Linked DNA regions of Mus musculus: regions 1 and 2 are each linked to region 3. A link is a contact called in public HiChIP or PLAC-seq data. All regions are on one chromosome and are shown on one strand. Each heading gives the region's core, a stretch centred on a gene start, on an enhancer-like site or on the middle of the called end of the contact. The rest is flanking DNA. Distances are from core to core; before and after follow the strand shown.

Region 1 (3,630 bases), core at 621-3,120, 40 kb after region 3:
GCTGGCCTTGAAGATATAGATATCTGCCTACCTCTGTCTCTCTAGTGCTGGGATTAAAAGTATGTACCACCACACTAACTCAACCACATAATGTATAACACACAGATCTGTAACTTGAAGCCAAGAGTATGTAACTCTGGGTCATTATATTTTCTTTTATATTCCTGCCACTCCTCAAGAAATTTATAGTAAAAATTCCTAGCCAGCCTGGCCCCACTTTCCTTAACAAATCAAGTTACTACGCATTTGTGCTCACCCTGTGTCTAAAGCTTTGATGGTTTGTATCCATCCAATCACCTGTCCCTACACAAAATAGATTATTAGATACTTGCCATGTCCTTGGCTTTATGCTAGGCACTGAGGCTGTATCGATAAGTAAAAAATAGATCTATAGGTCAAGAAAAGTCATTAAGTAGTGACATGTGTCAGTAAAAAATCATGTGTTAAACAGTGGTATGAATTTTGGGGGTAACCAATCACTTGCTCACTGGATTTAGGGCTCATGGCCAAGAACCTGTAGTTATGAAGATAATAAACCCTAGAAGAGAACCTCCTACTACTTACTATGTAAAAGGATAAAACTGTCTTTTAAACATTAAGCTTTACACCCATAGAGAAGTGCAGGGCTCAGACCTCACCAGAGGAGCTTCTTTTTGCAGTGGACAGTGCTTAATACAGAGACTCAGCACTGGTCAAAGTGCAGAGAACAGGTATCTGTGGATTGCTCAGCCCCAAAGAAGACATGTATCTCACACTCATTTACCATCATGGATGAGGATGGTGGGAAGTATAGGTTTGAGGGTAGACTGCTGTGATATACTGTCCTCTGGCTATGACAGGGCCATGGTACTTATAAACTCAGAGCAGCTGTGGTCACCTGCACAAGACCAAGACAGCCAGCATTCCAACAGAAGGAGGAGGAGGGGTTCTTGAGGCCATACCCCTCCCTGAGGCAGCCAGCATTCCAACAGAAGGAGGAGGGGCTCCTGAGGCCACACCCCTCCCTGAGGCACAACTGGCAACTGGTGGTTGCTGGGGGAAGAGTCAGACTTTTTTCTCTAGAAGTGTGGCCTCTAGAAATATATATATATATATATATTACATACGAATAGGAAATTCTCAAATAATGAGTAAAAAGTTACATTAAATCTTAACAAGTGAGCAGCTCTGGGTCTGACGCTGAACAGCATGTAAAGATGCTCTTATGACTAATTATAATGGTCGAAGAAAGTTCTTATGAGAAAAACATGATCTGGAGAATAAATAAAATTATGTAGGTGTGGAAGACTATTCAGAATAAAGCATATGCAGGAACCCAAGGTAGGAGGATGTCCAAACTGGCAGAGAGGTGACACAGATGGATGTAATAGAGCCTCAGAGTCAGGGACAGTTATACTTAGCTTAACAGGAGCAGCAGGAGGCTACTGACTGGTTTTAAGAAAGGGGTTAACATGACCAGATTTACATTTTATTTATTTATTTATTTATTTATTTATTAAATAGGGTCTCATTTAGTCCAAGTTGGACCCAAACTATGTAGATGAAGATAACTTGAACGTCTCATCTTCTCAAGTGATGGAATTATAGAATTGGGATATCACACCCAGCTTTAGTTTCTATTTTCCAAAAGCTCATGCTAAAATGAAGACAGACTGTGAAGGAAAGAGCAGGCACAGGAAGAACAGTTAGGAGGCCAGAGGGAAATGAAGGCAAGACACAGAAGAGATCTTAATCTAAAAGATAAAAGCAGAAATGAAAATAAACAAGTGGATTTGAGATACATTTCAGAATGTAAAATGTCAGAATCTAGTAATGATTTGCACTTCACTGTGAGAAAGAAATTTCAGAGATGACTCAGCTGTGGGCTTACCACAATCACAATGAAAGAAACTATTACAAGTTCATGGCCAAACACAATGATGCACGCCTTTAACCCAAGTTCCAAGGGGGCTGAGGTAGAGGCACAGGCAGGTGGGCCTCTCTGAGCTCTCCTCTGCGTTTCAGGCTAGCCAGGCTTATATAGTGAGACCCTACTGAAAGGAAGAACGAGAACAGATGGAAGATGGCTGGGGAGGGGAGCGAGAAGTCATGCACTTGGTTCTGGTTGCTGCCTGTGACAAGCCTTTAGCATAACATAGTAATCACCGAGGCGGTAAGAGAGAGTCCAGAGCAGATGACATGGCTCAGGGGATAAAGGTGCTCACCACTAAGGCTGATGGCCTGAGGTGGATCTCTGAGTTCCACACAGTGAACACTACTCATTTACAGCAGCATGCATGTGTGCCCTCCAATAAATAAATGAATAATAAATAACAAAAATAATAATAAAGATATGAGTCCAGAATTTTAAAGAGAAGCTAAATATAAAATGAATTTCCCGTTATGTTAGAAAAAATGATAAGCTATTGGAACATGTGAAGTCACCTGGCAAGGCGAAGATGTAGGATTAGACTTAAGGAGTTCCAACATCTGATAAACTTGGAGAAAAAAATCTGTAGAGATTAGAGTGACCAGTGAAAAGAGAGATGACTGAGAGGACATGACGCCACAAGCTGACGGACAAGAGGGTTGTAAGAATAAAAAGTTGCAGATAGATCAAATCAAAAAGACTTCTGAAAGTCCCTGGGCTTAATGACATAAGACTGAGTGGTGACTGAGCTGAACAGGAACTGCTGCAGTAGGTGGCAAAAGAGGAAACTATCCAGGTAACAAAAAAGAAGCAGAAAATGTAGCTGATCTAAAAGTGCAAACCAGCAGACAGGGCTCAATCAGGAGGGAGTGCAGCGGAGACCAAGAAAGTTACATTTAGGGGGGGAAACAGACCATTGCTATAATGTTACCAATTCTTCACTTGCTACACAGACGCTGTGAGGTGGTTCCCAGTGGCTGGGCAACCCGAATTAAATCAAGTCTTTACAGAGAAGGAAAGGCTCAAGCAGAGGATTTACCACGGTCTAGAATGGAGTATAGTGATGAGGGGCAGAACACGAGAATGCACTGTGCAACTGTGGAGTAGGGATAGTAGAGCTAAATTATCTTTGTAAGTTTTCATTTGCAAATAGAGAAAAGTTTCTAGGCAAAATTGCTCTAGGATTTCAAGACAAGATGGCAGTCTGTGACACAGTCTTATAACAGTGTAGACCTTCAGTCCGATACCTATGTACCGAAGGCGGGGAGGGTTTGCTTACTTGTGGGCTGGAGTAGAACCTTCATTTTCTTCTTCTTTTTTTTTTGTTTTGTTTTGTTTTTCAAGACAGGGTTTCTCTGTGTAGCCCTGGCTATCCTGGAACTCACTTTGTAGCCCCCCGAGTGCTGGGATTAAAGGCGTGCGCCACCACGCCCGGCTGAACCTTCATTTTCTAAAAGTGCTGAGATACTGGTCAACAAAATTTAGGTTTTGACCTATTTTGAGATAAACATATTTGTCTCACAGACATAACTAATAATGTTACATATAAAACAATTTAATAAGTCTTTTATAAGTCAAAGCATATTTTTATATTCTATCTCATCTTGTAAGCAGAAAGAAAATAAAGAGAAAGTAAATGAGAAGAGTAAAATCAATTAGAAACAGTGAAGAATCAGAGAACCAATACAGGCAGATAGAGAAGACAGATGAGGCCCTTGACA
Region 2 (3,740 bases), core at 904-3,403, 55 kb before region 3:
GTTAAATTTATGTGTGTGTTGTATGTGTGTGTGTGTGTAAGGTACTCATTTTCTCTGTGGTGGTTTGAATGATACATGCTGCTCATACTCTCAGACATATGAATACTTGATCCCTAATTAATTGAACTATTTGGGAGGTAAAAGTATGGCCTTGTTTGAGAAAATATGTCATTGCAGGTGGGTTTTGAGTTTTTAAGAACTCCTGCCATTTTGAGTTAGCTCCCTCTGCTTTATGCTTTTGGTTCAAGATGTTAGCCCTCAGCTTCTTCTTCAGTTGCCATGCCTGCAGCCTACTGTTGTGTCTGCTCTGCTATCATGGACTCTAGTCCTCTGGAACTGTAACCCCAAATAAACTCTTTCTCCTACATGTTACCTCAATCATGCTGTTTTATCACAACAAAAGAAAATAACTAATATACTCCCTAAGAGAATATATTCATTTTCTACATATTAAAATTAGAAGGCAATTTTAAAGTTCATATAAAAAATAAATAAAAACATTAGTAAAGGAAGACCACTGCAAACATATGGTAAGAATACACTACAAAGTCTTATTAATAAAAAACAAAGTAGATTTCCATATACATAAATCAACCAATGGAATTTAATTTTTAAGAACTCTAACAATGATTAGAAATACATCAAATACTTATGATAGAGGTAGAATCTCAAATCCATGGGTAAAAGATTTGAAGTAGTATTTAAATTTAAATGCATTGAAAACTAAGAGAGACTAGGCAGAGCTAGAAATGCTGGCTCATAACTGTGATTTGGGACCTAAGATAGGAGGACTGAGAGTTCTAGGCCTGGTGGGTAACACAGGAGAGAAAAGAGAGAAAGAAAGGAAAGGAGCAAAAAGGAGGGAGGAAGGGAAGGAAAGAGACATACAGAATAGTGTATGGCACATTTCTTTTATAAGCACTAATTGGGAAAACATTTCTTATATATCTGATATCCAGAACTATTAAAAGGCTCAGTATAGTAATTATAAAAATTTACAAATCTTGTATAATGACATGTACACACAAATACACACAATATGTAAATCCTATAAGTAAACAAATTATAAACCATGTTTAAAAAAATCACACAATATTTCATAATTCCTGTTATAAAATATTTATCTCATAAAAATGCCTACTATCAATGAGACCAGGAAACCCATAAAAAGTGAAATCTTTGAAATAGGCTTTCAAACCATAACAAACATGTATAATAAAACATCTAGGAAAACTAATAAAGTACATAAAACGCAATGTCCAAATTAGTAGAGGGGCAAAAACAAAGTGAGAAAAGGCAGAATATTCAGTCCAAAGATTAAGAGAGGAAATAGAAAATTTAGTACAATAGAAGCTATAACAGTAGATGGTTCTGGTAAGTCTAAATAGTTTCATAATCATAACAAATACAAATCAGGCTCACCAGTTAAGAGTCAATTACCTTACTGTTTTAACCACAAAAGTATGAATTAGGTGAATCTACAAATTCAAAGAGAGCCTCAGACTAAATAAAAACAATACTTTGTAACTAGCAAACTGTTTTCAAAAGGTACCACTAAATTTAAAAATCCAGAAATGTTGAAAGCCAAGAAATGAAAAAACTTTATGTGATATATTTCTCTAGAGAAATGCTGTTATATCTATGTGAATAGTCAGCAAATTAGATGTTAATGCTAAAGGTAACGAGATTTACTTTCATAGATAGAAGGTTCAAAGATCAGGCAGATATATTATTCTAAAAGAATGTGTACTTAAAAAGCACAGCCAAGGCAGATATATTATTCTAAAAGAATGTGTACTTAAAAAGCACAGCCACAGAATATATTATAGCAATAACTGCTGTCTCTGCAAGTAGATACCAACAACCACATTACTGTTAAGGGAGTTATTAAGAAACCTCTTACTACTAATAAAAAGGGTGAGACATCTCTTTTGCCCTCCAGTTAACCTTTTTTTATATCTGCTTGGTCATTATATCAGAAAAAAAGATGGGTGCCTAATTCCTGAGAAAATTAATTGAAATGGAAAGACATGCTTCCTGTCTGGTTCTGAAGACTAATATTCAAAAACAGAAAGGGGAACTTACACATTAGCTGCATAAACAAGCAGGCAGCTACACGTGAACATTATGTCTCTGTCAGCAATCCTGTGAGCTTATGCTTCCACTTCTTAATATTCTCAGAAGATGACAGTGCTTTCCTAAACATAGCAGTACCCATCGTCACACCAGCCACAATTCAGACAGACAGTGAGTGTTCATTAAGTGTTTTATTGACTAATCCGCTATGTATTTTTCTTAAAGATATTTATGCTAAAATTCCTGAAGCACCTATCCTGTACTAGATATAAAGCACTGAGAATATACAGATAAATAAAGGTGTTTGCATTCCAGAAGCTTGTAATCTAGAAGTAAAACAGAATTTTTTTAAGTAGAAAAAAATAACCAAAACCCCACAAACACAAAAAAGCCAAAAGCCAGATAACACAACCTATTAACAGAGAAGGTAGATGCCCAAAGAATGAATCTGAATGGTTAAAGGAAAAGTTCTAAAGTATATGATGTACTTAATATGCACCATTGATACCAGAACCAGGGAGGTGTTAAGGAAATTGCCTTTAAGTTAGCCCTGAGAAGCAAATGGGTAAAGTCCACGAGATGCAGGGTGATGGGAAAGAAGAACATAAGGCAGAGAAAAAAATGTAATTGTTCAGTCAAAAGGTTTTGACATAAAACACAACCTATACTCTAGCATTTTTTTCTACATTGCTCATTAAAATTTTTAATCCTAGAACTCTCTTATTCTAATACCATCCCTGTCTAGTTCAAGGGCTATTGACTGCAAACTAATCAAATGCTATTTAAATTGTAGTATAATACTTAGAAATGCATTGAACTTTAGAGTTTATAAGTTTGTTTGTTTGTTTGAAACATGGTCTCTCTATGGAGCCCTTGCTGTTCTGGAACTATGTAGATCAAACTGGTTTTGAAATCACAGAGATCCACCTGCCTCTGCCTACCAATTTTTGGGATTAAAGACATGCACCACTAAGTCCAGCTTGAATTTCAAAGTTTTATGAATGCTCTTTTTGGATACAATGCATGCCACTTAAAAATATTTATTTCACATGCATTGGCGTTTTACCCTTGCATGTGTTTGTGTGAGAGTGATGGATCCCCTGAAACTGGTGTTACAGTTGTGACATGCCATTTGGGTGCTGGGAATTGAACCCAGGTCCCTTGAGGAGCAGCCAGTGTTCTTAACCACTGAGTCATCTCTCTAGTACCCTGCATGCTACTTTTTAAATCAATTTCATTTTTTAAAAATTGACACAGCAAACCAGGGGTGGTGGTGCATGACTTTGCTTCTAGCACTTCAGACACAGAGGCAGGTAGATCTCTTTGAGTACGAGGCCAGCCTGGTCTTCAGAGTGAATTCCAAGACAGCCAAGATTACACAGCGAAATGCTGTCTTGAAAAACAAAAATGAACCAACTAAAACAACAAAACAGTAAAGTCCCATTAAGGGAAAACTAATTCCTTTTGGTCAATAGGTTGAAATTTCTTAACCTGGGTAGAGACCTAATACTTCAAGCCACTCAAAACATAAATGAATAATTGATCTAGTTGGACTGGTTAATTACCAGATCAAGGGACTAATCCTCAGGAAGATGTCTTGTCTTGTCTCTGTACCAATACCATGCATTTTTTTTATCACTATTGCTCTGTAATAAAGCTTGAGG
Region 3 (3,618 bases), core at 1,043-3,542:
TTCTAATCCTCCTTCCCCCTCCCCCTTGGAATGCTGGGATTACAGCCTTGTGCCACCCAGCACTTGTTTATGATGTACTCGGATAAAACCCAGGACATCTTGTATGCTAAGCAAACGTTCTATCAACTATGCTACATTCCTTTCTAATCTGAAATCTTTATTTTATTTTTTTAAACTGGACACTATTTCAGCGGCAGGTCATGTAGTCTGGATTGGCCTTGAGCTCACTAAGCAGTCCAGGATGATCTTGAACGCCTGCCACTCCAGCCTCCATCTTCCAGATACTGGATGCATGCTCATGCCTGTAGGCGTGAACAACCACCCCACCCAATCCCGACAAAGTCACCCCACACAATTTTCTTAACTATTATTGTGTATATGAGAGACTGTGTGAGTGTACGCGACACCACAGCGTGAGTGTGTAGGTCAGAACTCTTCTTCCATCTTTATATGGGTTCCAGAGGATCAAACATAAGTCAACAGGCTTAAGGGACACTGCTTTTACCCATTAAGCCATCTTGAAGTTGTGTGCATCCATGATGGGCACGCGCGTGCGTGCGTGCGTGTGTGTGTGTGTGTGTGTGTGTGTGTGTGTTGTTTGGTATGCAAATGAGAGACAGGGTCTCAAGTAGCAAGCTAGGCTGGTTTTGAACCTCTGATCCTCCTGTCTCTTGTTTCCCAAGTGTAAGTGCTGGCAGTTCAAGCCTAGGCTACAGCAACAGGCAACAGAACAAAACAAAAGAAAAAGCTCCTAGTAATTAAAATATTTTACTCATATCAACTCCCCCCCCCAAATGAGCTTTCAAGCTTAAACACCCCTACTATATTACTGTATGCCAAATCTCTGTCCATTTTCAAAAGGCATGCACTAAATCCTTAGATTCCCTGCCCTTCCCCCTGCCCCCTCTTCCCAGCAAGCAAGTGACCTAAGTCAGAGCCTGGTTTCATTGACACACTTGCACTCCCCAACAACACTTCCTTTGAAAAACAGAATGTCACTTCCTCAGTCCAGAGGCCAGAAGTCCCTTGATTCTGATCTGGGGAGTAGAGACAGGAAACTCTGGTAAGCTTCTGTCCCCCATGGCCAGCCACTAGTGCAGCTGACAGAGGGCAGGGTCTGTTGGGAGCTCCCTTGATGCACTGCAGCTGGAAGCGACCGCTCACTTCCAGGCTGTGGGAGTGATTTCTCAGAGTCCAGCACTCCCAGGCAGCAGAACAAGGACGATTCTTGGCAAGTGGAGAGCGAGAAGATGGGAGGACCTGCACTCCTTTAACGGACTTTCCGTTTCTAAACTCCTCAGACTACCCCAATCTCGGATCCTGGCACCATTTTGTTCTCTGAGCTCGGTAGACAAGAAGTGGGTGCCCCGACCCCAACTGCCAGTTTCTCACGTAGAGGGGACGGCCCGTCCCACCAATTTCACTACACACAGCCAGCTCGCACCACCTAGCAATTCAGAGCCACATCTTCAGACCCCAGACACCAGACGACACAAAACTCTGGCCAGTTATTGAGGACCAAACTGCAGTGTCACCCCGTGGGGCGGAGGACCGCGGTGTGTGTGTGTGGGGGGGGGGGGTATGTGAGAAACATTCGGAATAATGGGAAAGAAGGGGGACAAACAAATGAGTCACTTAATACAAGCGCTGCACATGCCGCTGACGCTGCCCGTGATGTAGTGGCCGCAGACTGGAAGGAAGCAAGGCGGCCACCGGGGAGGGGCGGACAGAGAAAGGGACCGGGAGAGGGGCGCCGGCGCCTCGCCCTTTGTGGGCCCGGGGCCGCGCGGCCCCTCAGCCTACCCTCCCGATCGGGGCGACTCGGCTCCTTCGGCCCCGGGCGTTTTACTCTCCCGGTCGCCCGGAACAATCGCTCCAAACTTCGGCTCGGCGAGCGAGGAGTTCTCGGGGAGGCAGGCGGCAGCCGCAGCCCCGACCTGCGCCCCGCCCCTCGGCGGCGCACCTGTGACAGGTGTGAGGCGCCCCACTCGCGCCCGCCGCTCTCGCCCTCGGAGGCCGCGGGGCCCCGGCTCGCCGCGCCCGGCCTCTCTCAGCGCCCCCATCTCCGAGGCCGCGGGACAGCCCCCGGCCGCCCTCCCGCCGGGCCGCGCCCGCTCGCCCGCTCGCCTCACTCACATAGCGCCTCAACTTCTTCTCGGGAGGCGATTTCCTCAGCCAGCCGGTACACACCACGTCGTCGCCGCCGCCGCCGCTCATGTCGCCGGCTAAACTGGAGCCCGCCGCCGGCTCGCGCGGACAAGGGCGCGGGCGCGGGCTGCTGGGTCAGCCGGCTGCCGGTGCGCGGCTCGCGGGGGAGGGGAGGGGCCCGGCAGCCCCGGGGCGAGGACGAGGCAGTGAGGCGCGCGGGCCCGGCTGCCTGCGCGCGCTCGAGTTCCACCCCCCCCCCCCGCCCTCCGGCCGCGCGCGCGCGCGCGCACACACACACACACACAGCCCCACCAGGGCGCCTCAGCAGGCGGGCGCTCGCCACGCCCACAGCCCCGCGAGGTCCCCGAGGGCAGCCGGCGCAGAGGCCAGTTAGCCTGGACCCCACAGGCCCGGAGGCCGTGAGACGAGCTGTCGCCAGCAGCTGCGTCCTCAGGGTCTTGGTGGCTGTTGTTGGTTTTTTCCCCCCTCTAAGCCTGGAGCTGCAGGCGGGGTCGTGAAGACCTCTGGGTGGTGCCGGTGCTAGGGTGAGGGAAGGCCAGAGGCTATCCACCCTAGGTCGAACGTTGAGCCTATGCTCAACCCCTCTTCCCCAGCGTCGTGGAAGAGTAGGACAGAGATCCAAGGACTGCTCCGGTTTCCTGTCCATTCCCACAGTTTCAGGTTTCAGTAAGTCCGATTCTGGCTGAAATGAGTCCTGCTTCACTGTAAGTTAACTCTCACATCTCTAGGCCAGAGAAGCAGCAAACAGACATACTGTGTGCTGGGAGCTTACTGCATTCACCTTCCACAGCGATTATCTTCACTGCCTTACAAATTGGATAGGTCATAATTATACCCATTTTACAGATAGCCTGAAGCCACACAGCTGACACAATGCAGGCCTTTCTAATCCAGGTGTTTTGGGAGGAGGGGAGGGGAATCTTCTCTCCTGTTTTTTTTTTTTTTTCCCAGAGTGACATTACTGCAGTAATGTCTGTAGATCAAAGGGTGCTTGGGGGGGGGGTGTGGGGGGACTGGACGGGACTAGATCTTATTGCTGAGAAACAAAGTCCAGCTGGCGCTCTCCCATAGTGCCTCTGGGAAAACTGAATCCAGTAAAAGGAAACTGTAAGTTTTGCAGAACACAATGAATTGGAAAACAAGGAGGTATAAAAGAACAAGAAATTGTGATAAAAATGTCCAGAGTTTCCACTCATTGACTTTATAAGAGATCTCTCCTATATAAATGTGAATATAGAGATCTTTTTCTCACTGGCTTGTGCTGAGAGGGTTGAGATAAAGGACCAGGAAGCAAACACCCAACACCAGTGCTCCAGGGGGAAAGTGGAGGAAAAAGAAAAGCAAAACCAAAACCTTTGGTAAGAGTTCTTTTTTTAACTCACAAAGTACCTTTCCAAACAGCATTTAAAAGGTAGGTTCCCTTCTAGTTTCTCATGAAGTTGCTTAGTA

What was found. HiChIP or PLAC-seq counts read pairs in DNA pulled down with a chosen protein or histone mark.
Region 1: an H3K27ac HiChIP or PLAC-seq map of bone marrow-derived dendritic cells shows a contact between it and region 3, with 1.8 times the contacts expected there. The contact joins the enhancer-like site here to the promoter of Gab2 in region 3. A contact is called at or near these places in 1 of 15 datasets of contacts at CTCF or cohesin (CD8 T cells), 6 of 484 Hi-C or Micro-C datasets (bone marrow-derived dendritic cells, bone marrow-derived macrophages, peritoneal macrophages and 1 more), 5 of 115 datasets of contacts at active chromatin or transcription factors (CD8 T cells, bone marrow-derived dendritic cells, bone marrow-derived macrophages and 1 more) and 2 of 9 other capture datasets (adipose tissue and pancreatic islet).
Region 2: an H3K4me3 HiChIP or PLAC-seq map of bone marrow-derived macrophages shows a contact between it and region 3, with 2.7 times the contacts expected there. The contact joins the enhancer-like site here to the promoter of Gab2 in region 3. A contact is called at or near these places in 3 of 484 Hi-C or Micro-C datasets (bone marrow-derived macrophages, macrophages and myocytes), 8 of 115 datasets of contacts at active chromatin or transcription factors (the HPC-7 cell line, bone marrow-derived macrophages, embryonic stem cells and 4 more) and 2 of 9 other capture datasets (adipose tissue and liver).

Annotation. Positions count from the first base shown.
Region 1 is chr7:97,040,486-97,044,115 of GRCm38.p6, reverse strand. All of the region lies in intron 11 of Nars2 (asparaginyl-tRNA synthetase 2 (mitochondrial)(putative)), which reads right to left. Among named protein-coding and RNA genes, the nearest start is that of Gab2, 39 kb to the left of the region's middle. Within about 2 kb of position 1,870, at least 12 of the 459 cell types and tissues checked have an H3K27ac peak or open chromatin away from gene starts, as enhancers often do. A contact at or near this core is called in bone marrow-derived dendritic cells, where this site is marked.
Region 2 is chr7:97,134,999-97,138,738 of GRCm38.p6, reverse strand. All of the region lies in intron 1 of Gab2 (growth factor receptor bound protein 2-associated protein 2), which reads right to left. Among named protein-coding and RNA genes, the nearest start is that of Gab2, 55 kb to the right of the region's middle. Within about 2 kb of position 2,153, at least 28 of the 459 cell types and tissues checked have an H3K27ac peak or open chromatin away from gene starts, as enhancers often do. A contact at or near this core is called in the HPC-7 cell line, adipose tissue and bone marrow-derived macrophages, where this site is marked.
Region 3 is chr7:97,080,425-97,084,042 of GRCm38.p6, reverse strand. It overlaps Gab2 (growth factor receptor bound protein 2-associated protein 2), which reads right to left and starts at 2,292. Exons shown (of 10, transcript NM_010248.2): 1 at 2,137-2,292. The coding sequence starts at 2,217.